Regions from separate parts of the Pan troglodytes genome. Here region 2 is linked to region 1. Evidence: chromatin contacts called from public Hi-C data. All regions are on one chromosome and are shown on one strand. Each heading gives the region's core, a stretch centred on a gene start, on an enhancer-like site or on the middle of the called end of the contact. The rest is flanking DNA. Distances are from core to core; before and after follow the strand shown. Region 1 overlaps DOCK4 (dedicator of cytokinesis 4). Region 2 holds the start of ZNF277 (zinc finger protein 277).

Evidence for each region. A called contact is a pair of places that touch in the nucleus more often than the background predicts.
Region 2: a contact with region 1 is called in a Hi-C map of stem cell-derived neural progenitor cells, with 7 times the contacts expected there. The contact joins the promoter of ZNF277 here to the enhancer-like site in region 1. A contact is called at or near these places in 1 of 7 Hi-C or Micro-C datasets (stem cell-derived neural progenitor cells) and 1 of 1 datasets of contacts at active chromatin or transcription factors (stem cell-derived excitatory neurons).

What each region holds. Positions count from the first base shown.
Region 1 is chr6:127,137,330-127,142,164 of NHGRI_mPanTro3-v2.0_pri, forward strand. DOCK4 (dedicator of cytokinesis 4) reads right to left here. Exons shown (of 52, transcript XM_519315.8): 40 at 3,798-3,964; 41 at 683-769. Among named protein-coding and RNA genes, the nearest start is that of IMMP2L, 190 kb to the left of the region's middle. Within about 2 kb of position 2,247, at least 14 of the 24 cell types and tissues checked have an H3K27ac peak or open chromatin away from gene starts, as enhancers often do. A contact at or near this core is called in stem cell-derived neural progenitor cells, where this site is marked.
Region 2 is chr6:127,578,572-127,583,406 of NHGRI_mPanTro3-v2.0_pri, forward strand. ZNF277 (zinc finger protein 277) reads left to right here and starts at 2,244. Exons shown (of 12, transcript XM_519316.7): 1 at 2,244-2,549. The coding sequence starts at 2,459. It overlaps DOCK4 (dedicator of cytokinesis 4), which reads right to left and starts at 2,226. Exons shown (of 52, transcript XM_519315.8): 1 at 1,844-2,226. The coding sequence starts at 1,880.

The DNA.
Region 1 (4,835 bases), core at 997-3,496:
ACCCACTGATCTACAGTGGGTGCTCCACCCAGGACTGCTCAGTGAGACTAATACGCTGCCATCCTTTCTACTGGGAACTGTAACAACAGGGACTTACTGTGCATCGGGCACTGTGCAGAGACTTGACATTAGCCTCCTTCAGCCTGTAAGAAACCTACTGCTAGAAGAGAGTAATATAATTGGCTTTGGAATCAGAAATATCTGGGTTGGAGTCTCTCTTCAACATCTTGCTATGTGATCTTTGGCAAAGTATTTTGACCTCTTGTCAAAAATTGCAAAGCCAGGAATAAGAATATATACCTCATAGCTTTGATATGATGATTAAATAAGATAAAGCAGGTAGTATTAGCACTGGTATGATACACTAAGCACTGAAGGTCATACAGCTATAGTAATTAGGAGAGCTGGAATTCCAAGTCTTCTAACTCAAGGGCCTGAATAGTTTTTTTACATGTAGCAAATTGAGTTGTTTTCAAGGAATCCCTCCATCTGGACACATTAGGATAATATTAATATTCACCTTCTCAGCCTTGGTAATAGCGGTCAAGACCATAAACATTCACTATTTTACTATGAGTGCTTCCAGAGAATCTGGGTCAAAGGAGAAGTAATGAATATACGGCACAACTCCAAGTGAACAACTGTGATGAGAAAGTGCTTGAGAATAAGCTCTGATCCTTACCACTTCACGCTTTTCCACTTCAAACCAGCGAGAGATGCCAGGCAAACTCTGCACCAAGTATAATGACGTTCTCTCCACCCAGAGACTCTACAAAACACAAAACACATTAAGTCTCCCAAGTTGTCCTTCTTTCTAGCTACTTCCATGACTAGTGTTTGTCGGTCACTGTTACCAGGCTTTGCTTATTCCTGTCAGCCTTTCTTTAGTCTTCATTCAAGCACTCATGAAACTATCACAGTGAGAGACTGCTGAAGCTGATTTTAACAATTCCACTGTATGTCATCAAACTTTTTTCCATGTGGAATAAATGAGCTCCTACTTCAAACAGCAAGCTTAAAAATACAAAAATAGGCTATATCATGTTATTTTCTTTGCTATTTCTCCAAAATTCTAATTCACACTCTCTTCACTCCTTAACATCTAACCACTTATATCTAGAAGGGTCAGCCAGTCAATGTATCAGCCTGTCAACGTAAGATTAGAATAAGAGTCCTAAGGGAAGCAAAGGCTTTAGGAACCACACAGCATGATCTATGTTAAGGATGAGGACACAGCCGGGCACGGTGGCTCACGCCTGTAATCCCAGCACTTTGGGAGGCCGAGGCAGGCAGATCATGAGGTCAGGAGATCAAGACCATCCTGGCTAATATGGTGAAACTGCGTCTCTGCTAAAAATACAAAAAAATTAACCGGGCGTGGTGGCGGGCACCTGTAGTCCCAGCTACTTGGGAGGCTGAGGCAGGAGAATGGCGTGAACTTGGGAGGTGGAGCTTGCAGTGAGCCGAGATCGCCCCACTGCACTCCAGCCTGGGCGACAGAGCGAGACTCCATCTCAAAAAAATTACTTTTTTTTTGAAGACACTAGGTCTTAAAGCAGCAATGTGACTTGCTCAAAAGCTACACTACCGATAGAGCCAGCATTAGAACCTACCCACTAGGACCTCTGACTCCTTGTCAGTTGCTAAATCTACGGTGCCACATTTTCTTGTGCTTGTTTGAACTGCTGTTAATAGAGGCAAATCTGTATTTTAGAGCCAGGGCTTCCTCTGGCCGGGACGAGCAACCCCAGGACATGTGAAACCATGCTGCCTTTGGTATGAGCTGCTGTTGATGACACGTTTCTTTTTTGTCAACCAGGTTTTAGTATCTACGCCTCATCTTTCTTACTTAAACCAAGTGTATTCCCAAGAGGATAATACACTTTACAAAATTCCTGAAATAGTGCCATTTACTCAAACCACAACAACAAAAAAAAATGGAAGAGTTTCTTTGAGCCAGCCAAGCTGTGCCGAGATGAATAGGGCAGAGATCCTGTGACAAGAGCTCGCAGTGTTCTGGTGGTGACAGGGAGGTAAGCAGATGAATAAGAGCTCAGAGTGAAGAGAAAGGGATGTTCAAGGCTCTGGGGGCCAACAGAGGGGGATGCAGGCACACACGCCAGCCTGGGGGAGGAGGACAGCAGTTCTCAGAGGGGGCGACGCGTGAGCTGCATTCTGAGGAGTGAGTAGGAGTTTGCCAGGAGGAGAGTGGGGGTAGCAGCGCTGGCAGGAGGAGCGGCTTGCGAAAGGGCTTGGCGGGAGAGGAAGAGAGAAGCTGAGTGTCGCGGAGGCTGAGAGGGAGGAGGGGTGAGTGGGTTGTGGTGGAGATGAGGCTTCTGGAGGGCGGTTTGGAGCCAGATTCTGAGGGCTATAAAGCAGAGGAATCAGGAGCCAGATTTATTATTATTATTTTTTAGGGAGATTGCTGCACCACTGATACAGATTTAAAGTGACAGCCACAAGGAAATGTAGTACGGTGGAAAAAACAATGGAGAAGGAGGCAGAAAATGTGAGTTCTAGGACTGGAGCTACCGGTAACTAGAAGGTGACTTTGAACAAGTCAATTGCCTGATTTCAGTGATTTCTGACTATGTTGTCACTAAAAGCAACTGCAAGAAGAACTATATCATCAACTAGCTATATCTTCTTTAATTGATTTTGGAAGGCACAAAGAATAAGTTTCCAGAAAAAACAAGAACATGATCATGGATCTTTTTAATACTATCCCATTGTTGTTTTCCAGTGGCCTCCTTGCCTTGATATTTAGCCCATCAAATCTCTGGGCACAAGGGACTGCTCTTTATTCAATCCTGTCATAACTCTGCAAAACCTTCCCCTTCTGATCTCCTCTCGGTTGTGAATGATCCCTGGAAATACTTCGGGGAGTACTGGGAACTGACACCGGCAGAGCTGACCAAGTGAGTTAACATGAGACAATCGTGTTAGGAGCACATTTCCTAGCTTAAGCAGGGAACATCTGTGATGAAAAATGCTAAGCCAATTAACTCACAAAAATAAGCTAATTTTGCATTCTTTGTTTAGATATGAAATACTAACTGGGGGGGGTGTCACTATGTCATTGTTTGCAAAGAAAGGGGCAGACTCTATCTACTGAACAATCTTGCCTCTTTTCTGCAGTGGGGCTATGAGAAACCTTGTCCCTTTCTGGCTGAGGGTGCTGAAGTAGGAAGGCGTGTTGGAACTACTGAGAGCAGAGAACTCAACACACACAAAGAATCCAAAATTTGGTTTTACTCGGAGTCCTGAGAAGTTCTAATTACACACTGTTCTAGCAAGAACAAGCAGCAAAGATGGCACATAACTTACCCAACGTACCAGCAGTCTACCCAACTGTTCTCTGTCTTCAGGAACTCCTTTTCTCTGTTCATTATGTATTCTTTATTCATTGAACTTTACGTGAAAATAAACATCCCAAGATTCCCACAATTGGTTCAACATAAATGAATAAGAGGACTGACTTCAGCCAGGAGTTCTCAAAGACTGGTCTAAGAACCACCAGCATTAGAATTGTTACAAAAAAGCTGATTTTAGGACCTCCTCCCAGACCAACTGAGTCAGAATTCCTGAGCTGGGCACCAGAAATCTGCTTGGTTAGGGAGCACTCCATGTCACTCTGATGCACGTGGAGCTGCAGAACCACTAGACTAAATGATTTATATAGTCCCTTCTGTTTCTGTCACTTGACACTATTCTGAGTAAATATTTACCAAGGGCTGTGCCCCAAGGGGCTCGCAGTCTATCTGAGGAGTTAGCATGTAATAAGAATTGCATGGTACCTTGAATTCATTCTCTTTATCTTTTGTGCCTTTGTGAAATGGTCGGTCATAGCGGAATTTCCAGATGTGATTCACTTTATAGAAGCTTTTGATGTTGTCCGGAACACCCTCTCTCTGCAGGACCTCCTGGCTCTCTGGAATGGGAGTCACAGCATATATCTGCAAATCTAGGATTAAAGAGTCAAGGAGAGAACCTGACTTGGCAAACTCCATGGAAGTCTGGCTTGGGCTGAGCTATGGCAGAGAGAAGAGGATGGGTAACAATCTTCTGTTTCCATTTCAGTTGAAGTCATTAAAAAAATTACCAAGAAGATGCCAAGAACTCAGTTCTAGCAAATCACTTCTCAAACTACAGGTCTTGAACTAGTTCTAGGTAGGTAAAGTATCAGCTTGAAATTTCCATGACTTGAAATTTTCATGACCTATGAATTCAGATATCACTAATTTTTGTGTGTGTGTGTGTAGGTAGATGGGAATGGTTTGGGCCTTAGGTACTCAGAATTAGGATAATCCTAATCCTTGTTCATGAGACATCTATTAGTCTGTGCATGACACATTTAAATTTATTGTTTGCTTATAATAACATGTAAATATCTATGCAACCACGACCAAAGACAGAAACTAGAACACTGACGATGACTTACATTTATCTGTGTGATTATCTGTGTCCCTAGCCTTCCCACATCTGTGATAACTGCTGTCCCAAATCTTGTATTCATATGCAGGGTGTTTAGTTATAGTTTATATTTTTAAAAATTACATTAAAGGAGTATCATATTAACTTGTATATTTACCTCCTTCTCTTCTTATTTAAAGAAAGATAGCAAAATATTTTTCCTATGTACTTTCTTGCATGTCTTGCATTTTGGTTTCTGCTTTGAAATGGTATTCATAATTGTCAGTGGAAGTTTTAAAAGTGTTTTTTAAGACCATCAGGTTCAGGAAAAGGCAGAGGGGTTCAGAAAAGAGTGCTGGGGTGAACTGCCTTTGTCTCTAACACCTATATAATTTCAGCTCAGTTGTTTGTGTTTAGACAAT
Region 2 (4,835 bases), core at 994-3,493, 440 kb after region 1:
AATCCCATCCATAATCTGTATAATTTAACACTTGGAAGAAAGCAACATCTGGGATCGACTCCAAGCAGGACAGTTTTGCCTGGATGGATCTGAGCTTCCTGCACTGAGTGTTAAAGCCGCTTAGGAGGCGATACCCTCGGGTCCCTCACCAGTCCAGCAAAGGGACTATCTTTTCCCTAGCAAGGGTTAATCTACCTCCCAAAAAAGAAGAGAGTGAGGAGAACGAAAATAACAACTACTAACATCTACTCCTTGCCAGTAAAGAGGCTGGCAAAGACTCCTCTGACACTTTGAAGGAGGGAAAGCTGGAAACCTTTCCCAAAGGTGGGTTCAGGTCAAACTATTGTCTTGGTAATCAGTCACAATCCAGAATGGAAGCTAACGTGAAATGTGGGAATGATTTTGTTGAATCCTACAGTCCTTTCAATGGACCCCAAAGTCCTATCCCCAGGCAAAGTTGGGAAAAAAAAAAAAAATCCCCTCGGACTACGACTCCCTGGGAAGGCTTTCCAGATGTTTTAAATTGCAGGAAAATGAATTTAGAACATAAGCAGATATCTACACATCACCTAAATCACTAGACCTGTCCTCAATTTTAAAACACACACACACACACACACACACACAGTACACCAGTCGGCAGAACAGGGCACTATAGGAAATAAAGAGTGTTAGTAAAATCCATAATGCTTTCTGTTAGACCTTCTGGGAGGTTATAATTGCATTTGGCCGGCTGCAGGCTTGTCGGAGAGCCTGGCTTCTTAATAGGCTCAACCCTAAAAGGAGTAACTGTCAAGGGGCGACCCAGCTGAAATCAAACAACAAAAACGGGAACTGTAACCCGCCTGAAATGGGAGGAGGAAAAGGAAGGGAGACTCCTGTATTCATCAGTCAACATTAATGTCCTTTGTTGTTCACCTTTACACAGAACAGCGAGAGCTATCCTGTTCCTTTTTCTCCGAACGCCAGTGTCAGGGTACGCTTTCCTAAAAGCTATCTCCCTGCCCCCAAGAACCAGGCTTTCCGATCCCCCTCCCCATTTATCACTCAGCAGCCCTGTACCGCCACACCGCCCCCACTGCGCTCACCCGGGGTCGAGAGGGTGGCCAGAAGTAAAAACACTGCTGAAATACCCGTTCTTCTCCAAAGACCAAAGAACTGAGCGGCGCAGATGTTGAAATTTACCAATGCCCCCGCCCCGCAACATACACACCCCATAAATCCGGGATCGCAGAGAGGGAGGAGGGTCAGAGAGGGCTCAGCCTGTCAGAGCGGCTCTCTCCAGGACCCTGCCACATTCCACACTCCGGGAATGTCGATTCGAGCCAGAGGGAAGGGTTTGCGCCTCCCTACTGTTTTGGGGGTGTTCTCTCTGCCCGAGTGTTGTTGTCTCCCTCTCCACCCAGAGGAACCGTTGCAGCTCCCTGTCGCTTTGGGGAAGAAGGGTAAGGAAGGAGAGAAACCCCATTCGCCTCCTCTTCCAACTTGACATACACACACAAACGCACGCACACACACACACACACACACACACACACACGCCCAGTCGCCACTCCAAACTCCGCAGGCAGAGCCCGAAGCTAGCGGGCCGGCCGCGCGCTCCCCCAAGCTGTCCCGGCGCTTCGGGAACCAGTGCGGGGCGCGCCGAGCAGGCGGTGCGGGGCGAGAGCCTGGTGCGCAGCCCTCTGCCTGGAGCTGGCTCGGCAAAGCCCCGTACCCGCTGCGCGATGCCAGGATTAGGCATTTTCAACCGGGCGGAGCGAGAGGGGCGCGGGGGCAAGGACGAGAAATGCGCACTCGCTCGGGCCAGAGCAGAATAAAAGTTCGCCCCGCGGAGACTCACCCACGCCGTATTTCTCGTGCTCCGTAGGTATCCACATGGCTAAAGGGGCTCCGGGGTCTTCAGGCTTTGTAATCCCCGCGCCCCTTCTCCGGCTCACAACAATGCACAGTCCCCGAGCAGCGCTGCAGTGCCGGAGCCCAGCGGCTTCGCGCGGGCTGCGGGCGCTGGGCAGGATCTGCGCTGGAGGCTCCCGAGCCCAGCGTTGACACTGCGCCGCCCGCAGCTCTCCCGGCGGCGGCTGCTCACAGTCCTCCGACGCGCTCCCGGGTACCCGGCGGCGCAGTCATTGTTCTGATTCACTGAACTAAGCGAACACGCCGGGGCACTCTCCGGCGCACCCCCGCCCGCCAGCGCCTAGTCCAGCCCTCCCGTCCCAGGGCCCCGCAGCACGCTGGGAATTGTAGTTCTTGGCCTCCCCATCCCGGAAGTGGGCGCGGCAATTGTGGTTCGGGGCGGGGATTCAGTTTTACTGATTACGTCCTATTGGTCCAGAGCGCGGCGTAGGTGTGGAGAAAACATTACGTCGACGGGGAGTTCGCCTCCAGTAGCGTTTCTATTGGTGCCACCCCGCCTCCGACCCGCCCTGCGGCCCTCCCTTTTCTTTTCTGCCGGGTAATGGCTGCTTCCAAGACCCAGGGGCCTGTCGCCCGAATGCAGGAAGACCGTGATGGGAGCTGCAGCACAGTCGGGGGTGTAGGTTATGGGGGTGAGTACGGTGCCCCCGAGGCGCGGCTGATGTGTCTTCCTTTCTCTATGACCGGGTGTGCAACGGACCTCTGGTCTGACCCTAGGAGCCCTTCAGCTCTGGGGCCACCTGGGTTCGACTGGGCCCCACGGGTGGTGGCCCAGCGGGATGGGTTGGAGCCGGTGGCGGCTACTTGGTTGGGGCTGCCCGGGGATGGCGGAGAAAATGCCATGGGATGGCGGAGAAAATGCCATGGAATGGCCTTCCCCTCCGCCGGGGAAGCTCCCTGAGCGTTTGTCTTCTGGTTTGGAGCTCCCAGCTTTGAGCTAGCTGCTGAGTGGGTTTGGTTCAGATCTGGTTCGCGCGCGTGTGTTTATAACTTTGGGATTAGCAGCTCTTTTTCCTCACCAGTACACTGCCTTGGTTTGCTTGGTTTGACCTCGCAGATGTGTTTTATTTAGCTTCCGGAGTATTTCCAGTCGCAGACTGGTGGTCACTGCTCTCCACTCTACAGATTTGCCCAGTTTGTGGCTGAGGTGACCTCTGAAGGGAAAGTGTGTGTATCTCACAACCTCCCTGTAGATGGTTAACTGCTCTGGGTGTTCTCCAGATTTGTATGTGGAGCCTGAGAGATCTTCCCAGTCTCTGGGTCCTTAGAGAAAGAAAAGGAAAGTGATAGATAATTTGCACTCGTGGCTTCAAAGAACATTTGAAAAGGGTTTTGAAAACCATCACAACTTTGGCTGTACCTGACTTTCAGGTTGTCCTCTGATCCACTGTAGGAATAAAAAACCAAATTTTGAAAGCTGCAGGTGGATTGTGTTTAGGACTCTTTTACCTTTAGTCTATCCCTCCCCCATTCCCCCCACCCCATTTTTGTCTTGATGTGTAATTTAGCACAAGTTGTCTTTTTCTGATGAACATGGTTTGGGGCTTAAATATAGTTCTCAGACTGTTGCGACTTTGTTTTTCGGTTTATTTGTTTTTGCTTTCACAGTTAAATTGATATCATCTTAAATATTTACCTCAGCGGCACAGAGTTGAAGTGCAGTTTTTTCCCACTTCCCAACAGTGGAACTCCCTACTCTGAAATTATTTTAGTACCTCTACCAAACAAATCTTTGGTAGTCTCCTGAGTTAAATATTGAATTTAACACCCTAATGGTTTATTTTTGGGTTGGTTATATATTGGGCTATCTGATGGTAACAGACTATTACGATTTCCTAGATTTTCAAAGTTCAGAGGGCTACCAGTTTAAGATCTAAACTGGTGAATTTATCTCACAGTCTAACTTATTTTTAAAAATGGGCGGGCACGGTGGCTCACCCCTGTAATACCAGCACTTTGGGAGGCCGAGGCGAGTGGATCACAAGGTCAGGAGTTCGAGACCAGCCTGGCCAATATGGTGAAACCCCGTCTCTACTAAAAATACAAAAATTAGCCGGGCGTGGTGGCGGATGCCTGTAGTCCCAGCTACTTGGGAGGCCGAGGCAGGAGAATCCCTTGAACCCGGGAGGCGGAGGTTGTGGTGAGCCGTGATCCACCACTGCACTCCAGCCTGGGAGGCAGAGCAAGACTCTGTATCAAAAACAAAACAAAAAAAAAGGATATGCCTTTCAAAAATGTAAAATATTTAAAAATATTTATTTTTAAATTTTACAAGTTTAAAAGTTTTTAAAAGCACTTCAAACCATTCAGAAGTGTATGAAGTAAAAAAAATGAAAATTCCTTCACCTCACAGTACCACTCCTCGAGTATTAAGTGATAAGAGTTTGGTACATATTCTTTCCAACATATTCTTCTTCTTTTTTTTTTTTAATCCTACAATCCGTATTCTGTTAAACCACCATATTCTTATATGACACACATCTGTATGATTTGATTTTTTTTTTTTTTTTTTTTTTTTTTTTTTTTTTTTTTTTTGAGACGGAGTCTCGCTTTGTCAACCAGGCTGGAGTGCAGTGGCGCGATCTCGGCTCACTGCAAGCTCCGCCTCCCAGGTTCACGCCATTCTCCTGCCTCAGCCTCCCGAGTAACTGGGACTACAGGCGCCAGCCAACACGCCCGGCTAGTTTTTTGTATTTTTAGTAGAGACGGGGTTTCACCGTGTTAGCCAGGAGGTCTCGATCTGCTGACCTCGTGATCCGCCTGTCTCGGCCTCCCAAAGTGCTGGGATTACAGGCGTAAGCCACCGCGCCCGGCCTATGATTTGATTTTTATAATAAAAAGGGATAATCTATATAAACTGAAAGATCTGCAACCTTCTTTTTTCTTTCAGCAGTCTATCATAGAAACCCTTCCACGTC